2 separate regions of the Pan troglodytes genome follow, and region 1 is linked to region 2. Evidence: chromatin contacts called from public Hi-C data. All regions are on one chromosome and are shown on one strand. Each heading gives the region's core, a stretch centred on a gene start, on an enhancer-like site or on the middle of the called end of the contact. The rest is flanking DNA. Distances are from core to core; before and after follow the strand shown. Region 1 overlaps SLX4IP (SLX4 interacting protein). Region 2 overlaps SLX4IP (SLX4 interacting protein).

Region 1 (6,658 bases), core at 54-2,553, 75 kb after region 2:
TCCAGTGAAGTAATCCTAAGATTCTTGTATTCCCATTTCACGAAATATGAAAAATGACTGCTTGTTGTTGCTGATGGCAGAGTTGTCGCTACTCCAGAATAGGGAGAGAGGAAGTTGTTCTATGATGTATCAGTGCACTGGGCCGAATAGTAACGGCTTGGTCCCTGGAAAGGGCTTAGAGCTCTCCCTTTGCAGACAAGGCTGTGATTTGCCCAATTCTTGGGGCTAACTTGTTCTGTCATCTGTTTTTTTCATTTGTCTTCCTTTCATTAAATATTAAGTATTCACTGAGGGCTGGTAGTGTGTTGGTCACTGGGGATACAAGGTTGGCAGAGGTATAGACCTGTCTCCATGGCTTATAGCCTAGGATGGGGGCCCTACATGGACCAGTCACTTAATGTAGAAATAAATAATCACATGAAGAATGGGCTGGTCCAGAGCAGGGAAAGAGAAACTGTTCAGAATAGCTTCACAGAGTTGACCACACTCCTGCTAGGGTTCGAGGATGCATAGGATCTCAACAAGCATGGAAGCAGCGAGGCAAGTTGTAATGTAAGCCAAGGATGAAAAAGTCAGGTGCAGGAGACAAAGACATGGGCCTCATTAGAGGCTTGTGAGTTGCTGCTCTGAGCTGCAACAGGAGTGGACTGATCCGATTTATAGGTTAGAGATTTCCCAGATATGCATTGAGGGTTCATCCAGGACACCGACAGAAGTGACTGTAATCTTCCAAGTGGGAGAAGATAGGAGCAGCAGAGCAAGAGAGAAGTGTGTGTGAGAACGCTCTAAAAAATTAAAATGGACAAGATGCGTGACTGATTCTGGAGGGTTAGGGGAAGGGAGGAGTTGGGGGTGACACCCCTGTTGTTGGCTGAATCCTCTGGGTGGAGGGGATAGAAGCCAGACCAGACCCTGGCTGGGGGACTCGCAGCCCAGTGCATGCAATGTGAAGCTATTCCTAGCAGCCTGATGGTTGCTCAAGAGGTGGCTTGGCCTCTGCAGAGTGACCAGTTCTGGGCTGAGAAAGAAGTGATGGTTACCATGTTGCTTCTCTCAGGAGAAAGCTGGAGAGTTGATCTTCTGAGACTAGAAATAACCTTCTCCTAATTAGGGGGAGGAGAAAGGGAGGCTGTGCTGCTGGCAGTGTAAGAAGCTTTCTTTTCTTTTTTTTTTTTTTTCACTTCTGTTTTCTCATGAGAGACAAGAAGCAAAGCTTTGAGAGCAGGGAACTTTGGAAAGGCAGAATACCTCTGCCTAGTGTGGGAGGGAGTTGAGAGAGCTCAGAACTGCAGGCTGCAGAGGGAGAGCCCCCTGCGGGGGAGGGGACTGCCTGCCAAACAGTGGAGGCTTCCAGAAACCCCAGGAAAGTCTGCTCACCACAGTAAGATTTGACAATTTATTTTTCTAAAAAGAGACATTCTACTCAATCTGTTTATTTTCAAACTTAGACTAGGTTATTTGTGATCAAAGTCACAAAATGGTGAGAAAAATACCAAATTGGACCTTACTATTAGGTTAATTCTTCAGCAAGCTGCTGTTACAGTATCAATTCAAGTTGCTTAAGCTTAAGATTCCCCTCCCCCCACCCCCCCTTTTTTTTTAAAGAATTAGTTTTGCGGTGGTAGGAGGGTTACAAGAAAAAAAAACAATTAGTTTTGCTAATGAAAAGGTAGCAGTGAACTTGGTTTAGATTAAAAAATCAGGAAAGAGCACCTGTAGGAACCTGCAATAAAATGTGTTGAGACATATTTTACCGCTTTGGAAGGGCTTTTATTCCAGAATCCTTGGAACTTCAATGGGCCTGTGATTGAATTCAGAGGCCAGTGAACTTGCATGGGAAAAAGTTACGTCTTTATTGTGATCAAGTTCTAGTAAATTTAGTTTTCCTTTTTATTATGAACGTAGGATTCATAATAAAAATATGAATAATATTAGCAATATTTGTCACCATTAGAAATTATAGCTCTTTTCATATTACATTAAGGTTGTTGCAGATAATGAAGATATCATTTATGCTTATCACCACTTCAGATTTGTAGTAGTACTAGATCCATCACTATCCATCACTATGTGACAAGACCCAATGCCTTAATAAACAAGGACATACATTCCTATGTCTCAAATTTTTCTTTCGTTAAGATAACTGTACTTCAGTGTAATTGGTTTTCTTGTTAATCCTATGTGTTGTGTTTCATGCATTTAAAAATATTATTCTGAGCAACTTTCATCAGCTTCACAGTTGGCTAAATAAGTCCATGGCACAGGAAAGGTTAATATTCCGTGGCTAAGATCCTGTAGTTGGTGGCATGCGACCTCCACCTGGTGGCAGCATACTCCTTAAAGGTTAAATTCTGTAACCAACAGTTGAGAAGAACTTTAACAGTATATTTGAGTGGTTTTCAAACATTTTTTATTACAACCCACAATAAGAAATAGGCTTTCCATCATAACTGAGTACACACTTACTTACATTTCACAAAACAATTCTTGATCTTACCATATGACACACTGATATTTTGTATTGCATTCTAATATTATCTTCAGTTCTCTTTCATTAAAATAAAATGCTGGTTGCAACACACTAAACTGTAACACACTAAAGTGCACTCTTTTACATCATAGGAAACCATCTTTCAACGTGCTTCACAGTTTATTACCCGGTAAACTTCATTTGGGTCTCCCACACATTTTCAGGGACGTAATACCTACATTTTCAATAACTGCCAACAAGTATGAGTGCATTTTACACAGTGTTTAAAAATTGTTTATTATTGATATATAATTTAAATATAGTGAAAGGAACTGATTGCAGTGTGTACATAACATACCCCATCAAGATACAGAATAGTCTTATCACATACAAAGTTCCTTTGTGACAGTTCTCACCCAGTTTTTTACCCCCCTGGGAAATTACTGTTTTGATTCCTTTCATCACACGTTGATTTTGCTGTTTTAGAATTATATATTAGATGGAACCATACAGTATGTGTTATTTTGGTCTGGTTTCTTTTGCTCAACCTAATGTTTTTGAGATGAATACATGTTGAGTTTATCGGTAGTGTGGTGAGTAGTGTTCCATTGCATGAATATAGCACAATTTGTTCTCTTGTTGTAGACTTTTGGGTTGTCTTCACGTTGGGTTATTATAAATAAAACTTCCATGAATATTTGCATACAAGTCTTTGAGTGCACATATACTTCATCTCTCTTGAGTAAACACCTGGGGAGGGAATCATTGGCTCAGTTGATAAGTAAATGTACGTTTAACTACAGGAAACTGACAAACCCATTTGCCAGAGTGGTTAGACCATCTTACATTTCCACTGGGAAAGTATGAGAGTCTGGGTTGCTCCATATCCTTACCAACATTTCATGTTATGTCAGTCTTTTTAATTGTAGTCATTCTGGTGGGTATTGTAGTTGTATCTCTTGGCGGTTTTAGTTTTAATTTGCCTGATGACTAATGATATTGAATACTTTTTTCATTTTCTTATTAGCCATTCATTTATCCTATTTGTGAAGTGTCTGTTCAAACTCAGGTTTTTTGTTTTGCTTTTTTTTTTAAATATCAGTTTGTAGGACTTCTTTACATATTTTGGGTACCAGTCCTTTTTACCAGATACATGTATTTTTGAATACATAAATACATTTCTCCCAGTCTGTAACATACCTATTTATTTTATTAATGGAGCTTTTTTCGTTAACAGAAATTTTTAATTTTGAAAATTTAACAATTTTACAACTATTTTTCTCAATATTTGGTGCTTTCTGGATCCTAAGAAATCTTTTCCTATTCCAAAGATCAGGAAGATAGTTTTGGCTTTTTTGTCTAGGTGTGTGATCCATCTCAAATTAAATTTTGTATATAGCGTGAGGTAGGTGTCAAGTTTCACTTTATATTTACATCTGATGGTCTAACCATTTGTTGAAACTACTTTCCTTTCACTGTTGATATATAGGACAGAATTTAAAAAAAAAACAAAACTGTCCAGCCAAGGAAGTGAAAAAACTGAACCTCTGAGTCTCATAAACCGAATCTCTGGGTCTCTCAGACCATCGCCAACCTCGATGTCCCATTCCTTACCAAATTAGTTTGTTCACAGTTATCTTGTGATTCTCAGAAATTACTTCACTCATATGTGAGGATTTATAAGGCAACAACTTTTCACAGGGTCTGTAACTGTGCTATCCAGTATGGAACCACTAGCTACATGTAGCTACTTAAATTTAATTTAAATTTTATTAAACATTTAGCTTATCAGTTACAATAGCCACATTTTAAGTGCTCAGCAGCCACATATGGCCACGTACGGCCACATATGGCTATCTTATTGAACAGCATATATATAGAATATTTCCATTATTTTCTAAAGTGCTGGACAGCGCTAGCCTATAGAATAAGAACAGAGTCAGGCTTTGTACAGTTTTGTAGCATACTTTAATGAATTTTGTTTTGTTTTGTTAACTAGCATTCAGTATGTATCTTTATCTTCTTGCTTATTTCTCATTCTTCCATGTTCCCATTTCAATTCCAAAGTGTACCGTCCTAGCCAATCCTTTTGTCCGTCTGAAAATGCAGTATCTTATATCTGTTATTTGCTGCTTAGAAGAAAGAATTCCCCTGGCTGTGCATGGAATCATTCTTTTGTGGAGCCTACCTAGTACTGACCTATTTAACTTCTCTCGATGCTTCACGTCTTCCAACTACTGCCGGGATGCTTGGACATCCCCTTTCAAGGTGCAGCCCAGAGACAGATATTTTGTCTTTCCTGTCTTGATTAACATTGCATCTCTCCTTAGCATTTCCACTGTAAATGTTAAACTTAGGGAAAGTAGTAGATTATGACCTGTAACCATGTTCTTTATTAAAAGTTCTGTCTAGTAGTGAACTTTGTTGCCATTTCATCATGAGCAACCACATAGGAATTTGTGAGATTTTCTCTCATTGTTTGCTGGGCATGAGCCGCACAGACACTGACTCTGCCATTAATGTCTTTCAGTGTGGGAATTTTGCTGTCCTCGTGGATCTTCATATCTTGCCACAAGGTTCAAACAAAGATACAAGCTGGTTTTCTGAACAGAAGAAAGAGGTACAACAAAACTTTCTACTATTTAATTGCAAGTAGCTGCTGCTGCTATAAGAAATATTAGCTCTTTCCAGCTTTCATTTCTATTAGTGGGAAAAAAATGTTGAGTATTTAATCCTTGAAAAACAATTGTATTCCCAATGACAGACACATATGCAACCCACTTTTTTTTTCCTTCAGAAACTGACACATTCATAAACTTCATATGCTACTGTATTATTTAAACCAGACATTTTATACCTCTTTGTTTTGGGGGAAGGATTTCTATATATTAAAAAAGAGAAGAAGAAGAAGAAGTTAAAGTGACTATTTCAGTAATCAGGGATTTTAACCTGACTGGTTGTGAAGGATGGCCTGAGCACCTGAAGTAGGTGTGGCAGTTAACACAAGGCTGAACCTTCACACCCATCTTAAAGCCTCAGCTTTTATTTTCTATCATCCTTGTATTATCGTGAGCCTTTGACAAGTCAGGAAATACTTGACGGTGTTCCTTCTCACAATGGTCAGTCAGGAAAGCCAGTAGCCGGGGGCTTAGCAGCGCATGATGCTGGACTTCACTGAGCCTCAGCCTCCTCATCTGAAAGTGAAGAGGTTTGCCTAGATGCCAAATTCACTCCTGGTTCTAAGTTTCAACAATCCCACCCAAGTGCTGCTTGTGGTGGAGGTTTACAAGCTGCATTGAGCTCTCATCATTACTTTGCCTCCTTCTCCGATCCCTGCTCACCAGAGAGCAGGAGTAACCAGCTTGTGGCTTTTACATACCTTTAAAAATATCATTATCCATGATGTCCATTTATCACAGTTGCTTTTTAGACTGAGACATAAAAATCAGATTTGTTAAAATATAGTATATGGAGAAGAAACTATTGACAGTGGTGAAAAAACAAAAAGCCACCCTTTTCTGTGATAATTGCTTTTAATTAGCTTTTGGAGCTCACTAGAAAAAAGATCCCCACCCCCCAAAAAAGATTTTATAGGATAATACATTTTCATTCAAAGGATGATATTATCAAGACTTTGCTGTCATTATTTTGCAAAGAATACCTGGTGACCTAAAGCTGAGAAAAGGAAGGCACAAGGTTCTGTATGGTGGGATTTATCATTCAGGTAAATAACTGTGGACTCTTCTCTTCAGGACTTTTAAATATTTAGCAAGTCAATCAACATCTCCTACTGCCACTTACCTTCATATAATTCCACTCCCAGCTTACTAACGCATGTTGCTGTGATTCAAAGCTGTTCACTTGTTTCCCCAAAGTGACCAATAGTCACCCAAGGGGACCTCACCCCAAAATCTTCTGACTTGACTTAAATTAACAATGTTATAGAATCCACCATTCCAGGCCTGTTCTCCATTCCCTTTCGGCTTTGCCACCTTAGACCTTTATCGGCCTTAGACCTTTCTTCTTAATATTGAGTCCGTTTTGCCCAAGATTCAGTTAATTTGGAATGCTTTAAAATAAAGCCCTGGGTGTGTGAATCACCTCGTAGCCAAAGCGTGAGGCTAGGTTTTTGTTTTTTTAGGAGCCACATGCAGCTGCGTGGATGCTCATAGCACCTACTTGAGGGCA
Region 2 (6,672 bases), core at 4,134-6,633:
GAGGGACTTGGCCTTGACTTATTTGTTCCTGGTCTCATAATTCTTGGGAGTGAGGAGTAGTCTAATTCTTTTCATATGTGAGGGCTCAATTAGCAAATCTTTATTTATCCTCATCATGCAAGGCCCTGGGTTAGGCACTACAGACACAGATGAGGCTGATGATTGCCCATCCCTAACCTCAGGGAGTTTGCAGTGAGAAATTAATGTGTCAAACTAATATCATTAAATAAAGGTTAGTGAAAAAGAGATACCAGAGCACCCAGCGTAGCTGGGTTATGACCAGATGAGCCCAGTAATTTTTTCAGACATGTTTCTGAATGGGATGTTGTGGAAAAGCCATAGGGCAGCCGGTCTGTTGGGTGCACTATTTATTAATCAGTTTATACTTTGGGCTACAGTGGCAGGTGGTCAGGATTAGAAGTTAGGGTTGTTAGATTTTAGTCCTTGCTATTGATTCCTATCTAGGGGCAAGTCAGCTAGCCTCTTTTGTTTCCGTTATCTGTATCTGTGTGACAAAGAAGCCCCACTATTCTCATATTTCAGTGGGTCAGAAAATCCAGCTGGGCAGTTTTTCTGCTTTATTAGTCTTTGGCTGGGGTCAATCACTCAGATGCATTTGGTTACTGACCAGGCTACAAAGCTCTAGAAGACTTCACTCACATGTTTAGTTCTTCTCAATGATACCCTCTCTCTTCACAAGGTGTCTCATCACTCAGTAATCTGGCTTGAGCTCCCTTACAACATGGCATCTAGCTTCCCCAGAGCACATGAAAGTGGAAGCTGCCAGCTTCCTAAGGGCTACCTCTGGAACTGGCACACTATTATTTCCACTGTATTCTATTGGGCAGCAAATCACAAGGTCAAGAGGAGAGGAAATAACTCTGCCTCTCGATGGAAGGAGCAGCGTACCTCCAGAGGAGGGAAGGGATTGTTGGTGGCCATCTTTGGAAATTGTTTATTGTAGTTTTCTTATTTGTTTATTATAGTTTTCTTATCTATTAAATGAGATGTTGAATTAGGGAGTTTCTAAGGGCCTGTCAAACTCTACATTTCCGTAATACTATACTTTTTTTTTTTTTTTTTGAGATGGAGTCTGGCTCTGTTGCCCAGGCTTGAGTGCAGTGGCACGATCTCGGCTCACTGCAAGCTGTGCCTCCCAGGTTCACGCTATTCTCCTGCCTTAGCCTCCCGAGTAGCTGGGACTACAGTCACCTGCCACCACGCCCGGCTAATTTTTTGTATTTTTAGTAGAGACAGAGTTTCACAGTGTTAGCCAGGATGGTCTTGATCTCCTGACCTCGTGATCTGCGTGCCTTGGCCTCCCAAAGTGCTGGGATTACAGGCGTGAACCACCATGCCCGGCCTGGTAATACTATACATTTTTATTTAAGGAATTTTTGTGTGCATGGTATAATGGAAATAATTTGGCCTTTGGAGGCAGAAAGGCCTGGGTTTGAACCAGGGCCTTAAGATTGACCAGCACCTTGGGAAGTGACTTGAGTCTTTCTGAGCTTTTGTACACATCTGTTAAATAATAGGGTTAATTAAATAGGATTAATGTTAACTCACTTCTATAATTGTCCATCTTAGCACAGAGTCACGGCCCAGAAGGTGTTAGCACCCATCCCTTTTCCCTTCTTTGTTACCTGATACAGGCCTTTTTAAAGCCAACAATAGTTAAAGATATTCATTGAGGTTTTTTTGTTTTGTTTTGTTTCATTCAAATATAAAAATGTTTAGGTGTTTAATTGTGTTTTGCAGATGCTGGCTTATTTTTCTAAGACCAGGAGTTCAAACAAAACTGTTAAGTTTGTTTGTTTATCTGTTTTGTTGTTATAAATTGTCCTTAGAACATTGTTGCTATTAAGAAAGCAGGCTTAAAAATAACTTAATTTGAAAAATGCATTTTGGTCTGTGAACAGCTGAGTTATTTGGCATTCTAGTTACTTTTGTCTGGAAGAAAAAAATAGCTGTGGGGCATGGCCAGCATTCGGTCTGGCTGTTATACGCTGTGGTGGTACTTAGCTTGTGAACCAGGCCTGATAGGTGAGACTGGGCATGCACTTCTACTCACAGGCTAAATGGTTGAAACCACTGGGGTCAGAAAGCTCAGCAACTAAGGGCAGTAGGAGAAAAGAAAATCTCTGTTGTCTCTAAAGCAGTGGTTCTCAGTGTATTCCCTGGACCAGCAGCATTAGTATCTCCCACAGTCATTGCAGTGATTTTATTATACTGGTTATTGAGAGGGTTAAATAAAATGATGTATATAAAGTGTTGAGCACAGTACCAAGTAACCATTTTAGTAAGTGTTAGGCATTATTAGTAATATTCATCTTCATTGTCATAAATATTGATAATCATTGTGGTTAATATTTTTCTGCCAGAGTGTGTCTTAAAGCAGCTTATTCTGCAATTCTTCTTAAAACTGCCAGAGTTCTGTATCTTTTTTTTTTTTTTGAGACAGAGTCTCGCTGTGTCACCCAGGCTGGAATGCAGTGGTGTAATCACGGCTCACTGCAACCTTCACCTCCCAGGTTCAAGCAATTCTCCTGCCTCAGCCTCCCAGGTAGCTGGGATTACAGGCGCCTGCCACCACGCCTGGCTAATTTTTAAAAAATGTTTAGTAGAGACGGGGTTTCACCATGTTGGCCCGGCTGGTTGGTCTTTTTTTTTTTTTTGGAAAGGAGTCTTGCTCTGTCGCCCAGGCTAGAGTGTGGTGGTGTGATCTTGGCTCACTGCAACCTCCGCCTCATGGGTTCAGACAATTCTCCTGCTTCAGCCTTCCAAGTAGCTGGGATTACAGACACACGCCACCATGCCTGGCTAATTTTTGTATTTTTAGTAGAGACGGGATTTCACCATGTTGGCCAGACTGGTCTCAAACTCCTGACCTCAGATGACCCACCTGCCTCAGCATTCCAAAGTGCTGGGATTACAGGCGTGAGTCACGGTGCTCGGCCTCAGGCTGGTCTTGAACTCCTGACCTGAGGTGATCCATCCTCCTTGGCCTCCCAAAGTGCTGGGTTTACAGGCATGAGCCACCATTCCTGGCCAAAGCTGCCTGAGTTCTGATTAGTTCTTTTTAAAAGCTTATGAATGGTGTGCTGGTCTAACAATATTTCAAGTTGTTAAAAAAGAAGGAGCTTCTTACAAAAGCCCATCGTTCTGAACAAGATATTCTTCAGTCCAAAATAATATTGAGAGATCACATAACATAGCTATGCAGATATATTCTAAGCCCTAACTTCGTGGGAGTCATTAATGCCATTTAATGAGGCCCCATACAATGTCTGAACTCTGGAGTTTACTTTTAAGAGCCATTCTTTCCTAGACCCCCTTCCCTTCTTTACTTTAGGTATTGATGTCCTCCATTTACATCTCTGTGGAGTCTTTTCCTTTTTCTCCCCCCCCCCCCTCCCATTTGTGGTCAAATAAGGATCATGGTTAACCCCAGAAGGAAGGCCAGATGGGCCTTGGGGGCCTGGGCTGGGGCTGGGGCCTCTCCACTTCTGCCGGCTGCCTTGTTCACTTCCTTTTTTTCCCTCCCTTACCACTGTGTTGCAGCCAAACTGCCAAAGTGAAAAGCAGTTTATTCCATCTAATCGGGGCTGCTGAATCAGAGGTGGTGGGGGTGTTCCCTGGGATGATGCTGCCCTTTGGCCACTGATCTCTGTATCATAGCTTACCTCGGCCTCCCTCTGGCGCCACCATCCAGGACTGGAAGCATTTGCTTTTCCCCAGGGAGCCATGGGTTCAGGCCATGGGTGGTGAGAGAGTCTCATCTTCTCCAGCTTCCTGGTCCTCAGACTTGAGTAACACTCCTTATCCCCTGTCTGTTGCCTTCTTTGGGCAAGCACGTGGAGCCGCTCAAGTAAAGCTGCTCTTCATTGGGAATATTATCTGCCAAGGCTAAGCCAGGATCCCTAGAGAGCATCCAAGTCAGGGCTTTCAGCAGAGTTCCCTGGAAGCACTGCATTCTGTGGAGGGCCAGAGCCAGATCCCTGTCTCTGCTCCAGCCGCCAGCCCGGCCACCATCAGTTTGGTGTATTGAGGTCATGCATAGAATTTAACATTGAAAAACATCCTTGTTCAGCTCCTTCAGTGATGAGATGAGAATCCCTGGAGAGTGGAAAGTGAGGATCTCAGAAGTTGCCCAAGGGAACTTAGTGTCTTATTTAGAGTCATAATAACTAGCTTAGACTAGCGTAACTGCTAGTCAAGGCTCTTTGGAAGGAAGTAACACCCACGCAAACTACTAGAACTTGAAATGGGCAGTTTATGATAAGGGAGTGTGACTGTCTCAGCATACTGGCATCAGTGTGCTATTGAGCTGGTGAGGGCCCGGAGGTAGCTTCAGGTTGCCCATGGTCCTGAGGCAGCTCCACTGTGGGCCTCTCTTTGAGAAGTGGGATTCTGGTCTTTGCATCTTCCTTGTTATTCTCCCTCTGCTGGCCTCTCTCTGCTCCTTTGTTCATGTTGCAGAAGATAGTGGCTCCTCACCTCCCAAGTGACATATCCTACAAAACTGCTGCACTTTCTGCCCCAATAGCAAACTTCTGGAGGTGAGTTTGGGCAGATGTCCACTTCTGCTTCATCGATTGTGGCACGGGGCAGTGTCACATGGTAAATACATGGCTGCCCATGCCCACCCTTGAGCATGACAGCTGTCAGAAAAAGGGGCATAGATTCCTCCAGAAGTTACATGATAGTACTTTACAATTTAGAGACTTTGCTGGAAAGTTTCTTTTTGGCAGTCTCATAGACAGGCCTTTTTACAGAACATAATAATGAGCACTTACAGTTTGTAGAGAGGCCTCGGGGGCATCCAAGAAGTAGCTGGAATAATATGACCCTTGAGAAGCTTCTCTTGGTTCCTGGGGATGAGGACGGTCATAATTACTGCTTTACTTACAATTTGGCAATGTGTTTTATTATCGGTGGGCATTTTGAAGTGTTTTAAGGTTTTTCACATCCCTCACTGTGTGTGTGTGTGTGTGTGTGTGTATATCTGTTATGATAATTAAACCAAATATTGTAAAAGTCAAGAAAAGTGTCAAAGAGGATGTCATTCTACTAAACTTTTTTGAATGGCTACTCTTTGATGATCTTGTGAGTCGGGAGAAGACCCAACCTTCAGTAGCATGAATCTGGTCTTAAATCTTAAATTTTGAAGCACTGAATGCATTGCAAAGTGTCCCATAGTCATCTATGAGTGTGCATATTTGCTTTTGACTCAGCATTCCATTTGTACTTCCTCCACAACAAAAAATGCATTGTAGCTTTAGTATTTTTAATTGTCACCAAATAGTACTGCTAGCCATTGTGCAAAGTCTACCAACAGCTGATAAAATGATTACTTTTTTAAAGGTTGCTGGATGCAATCAGATGTTGCTGTATCAGTTCCTATGCCGCGTGTGTCTGTTTCACTTCCCATAATGACTGATTCTCCACCTGCCATGACAGTGCATTCTTGATCTGCTGCGCCCTCCTTGGGTTGGTTACTGGAATATTTATTTTTAGGAAAAGTTAAAATTATCCAGAGAAGGGTGCTTTCTGTAAAATTTACATGAATCAGCCTCTTATTGCAGAGATCATGGGAGATGTGTGTGTGTGTAGATAAAAAAAACTCAATGGAAAAATGTAAAACTGTTAAAGGGAAGGAATATAATGAACATTGTTTTACCCATCACTATCTTTAACATTGTGGGCACTTTTAAATTAACTAGTATTCAAACTAAGTGTGGGTTTAATAAAAGTGAATGGTACCACATAACATTAATGCTTTTGCAGTTAAGCTAGATTTTCCAACATTAATGCTTTTGCAGTTAAGCTAGATTTTCCAAATTTCAGCATTGTTAGTAATTCTCTGCAAAACCAAGAGTCTTAGCTCCTTCCTTCAGTCTTCAGTTTAAATTCTAACAAATATTATTCGAAGTTTAAGAGGTCTTATTAGGGCATTAATGTGGGTTTTCCCATATCAAGAGCAGACACAGGTTTTGGGTGTCTTAGGTTCTAAAGATACCAGTGTTCCTTAGATTTCTGGCCTGACTGTGAAGGGAAGTCTCTTTTTTTTTTGAGATGGAGTTTCGCTCTTTTTGCCCAAGCTGGAGTGCAGTGGCATGATTTCGGCTCACTGCAACCTCCACCTCCTGGGTTCAAGTGATTCTTCTGCCTCAGCCTCCTGAGTAGCTGGATTACAGGTATGCACCACCACGCCTGGCTAATTTTTGTATTTTTAGTAGAGACAGGATTTCACCATGTTGGTCAGGCTGGTCTCAAACTCTTGACCTCATGATCTGCTCACGTTGGCCTCCCAAAGTGCTAGGATTACAGGCATGAGCTGATTTTTTGTGGTTTTAGTAGAAATGAGGTTTAACCATGTTAGCCAGGCTGGTCTTGAACTCCTGACCTCAGGTGATCCGCTTGCCTCGGCCTCCCAAAGTGCTGGGATTACAGGCGTGAGCCACCGTGCCCGGCCGAAGGGAATTCTTGTTAGGCTATTGCACAGTCGTCAGATGGACCTGACTGCTTCTCATCTCTAGGATCTTGGTTCCTTCTCTCCAATATGGGGATAATAAGTGTCAATCTTCATGGGGTTGTTACATAAAAGGTTTCTAACACAATGCCTGGCAACTGGTAAGCATTTACCAAATAAATAAGCCTTAGCTTAAT

Evidence for each region. Hi-C and Micro-C count contacts between places; a contact is called where the count stands out from the background.
Region 1: a Hi-C map of blood shows a contact between it and region 2, with 4 times the contacts expected there. The contact joins two enhancer-like sites. A contact is called at or near these places in 3 of 7 Hi-C or Micro-C datasets (blood, induced pluripotent stem cells and stem cell-derived neural progenitor cells).

The regions. Positions count from the first base shown.
Region 1 is chr21:17,061,623-17,068,280 of NHGRI_mPanTro3-v2.0_pri, forward strand. SLX4IP (SLX4 interacting protein) reads left to right here. Exons shown (of 9, transcript XM_063802675.1): 4 at 5,001-5,090. Among named protein-coding and RNA genes, the nearest start is that of SLX4IP, 120 kb to the left of the region's middle. Within about 2 kb of position 1,304, at least 4 of the 24 cell types and tissues checked have an H3K27ac peak or open chromatin away from gene starts, as enhancers often do.
Region 2 is chr21:16,982,823-16,989,494 of NHGRI_mPanTro3-v2.0_pri, forward strand. All of the region lies in intron 3 of SLX4IP (SLX4 interacting protein), which reads left to right. Among named protein-coding and RNA genes, the nearest start is that of SLX4IP, 40 kb to the left of the region's middle. Within about 2 kb of position 5,384, at least 2 of the 24 cell types and tissues checked have an H3K27ac peak or open chromatin away from gene starts, as enhancers often do.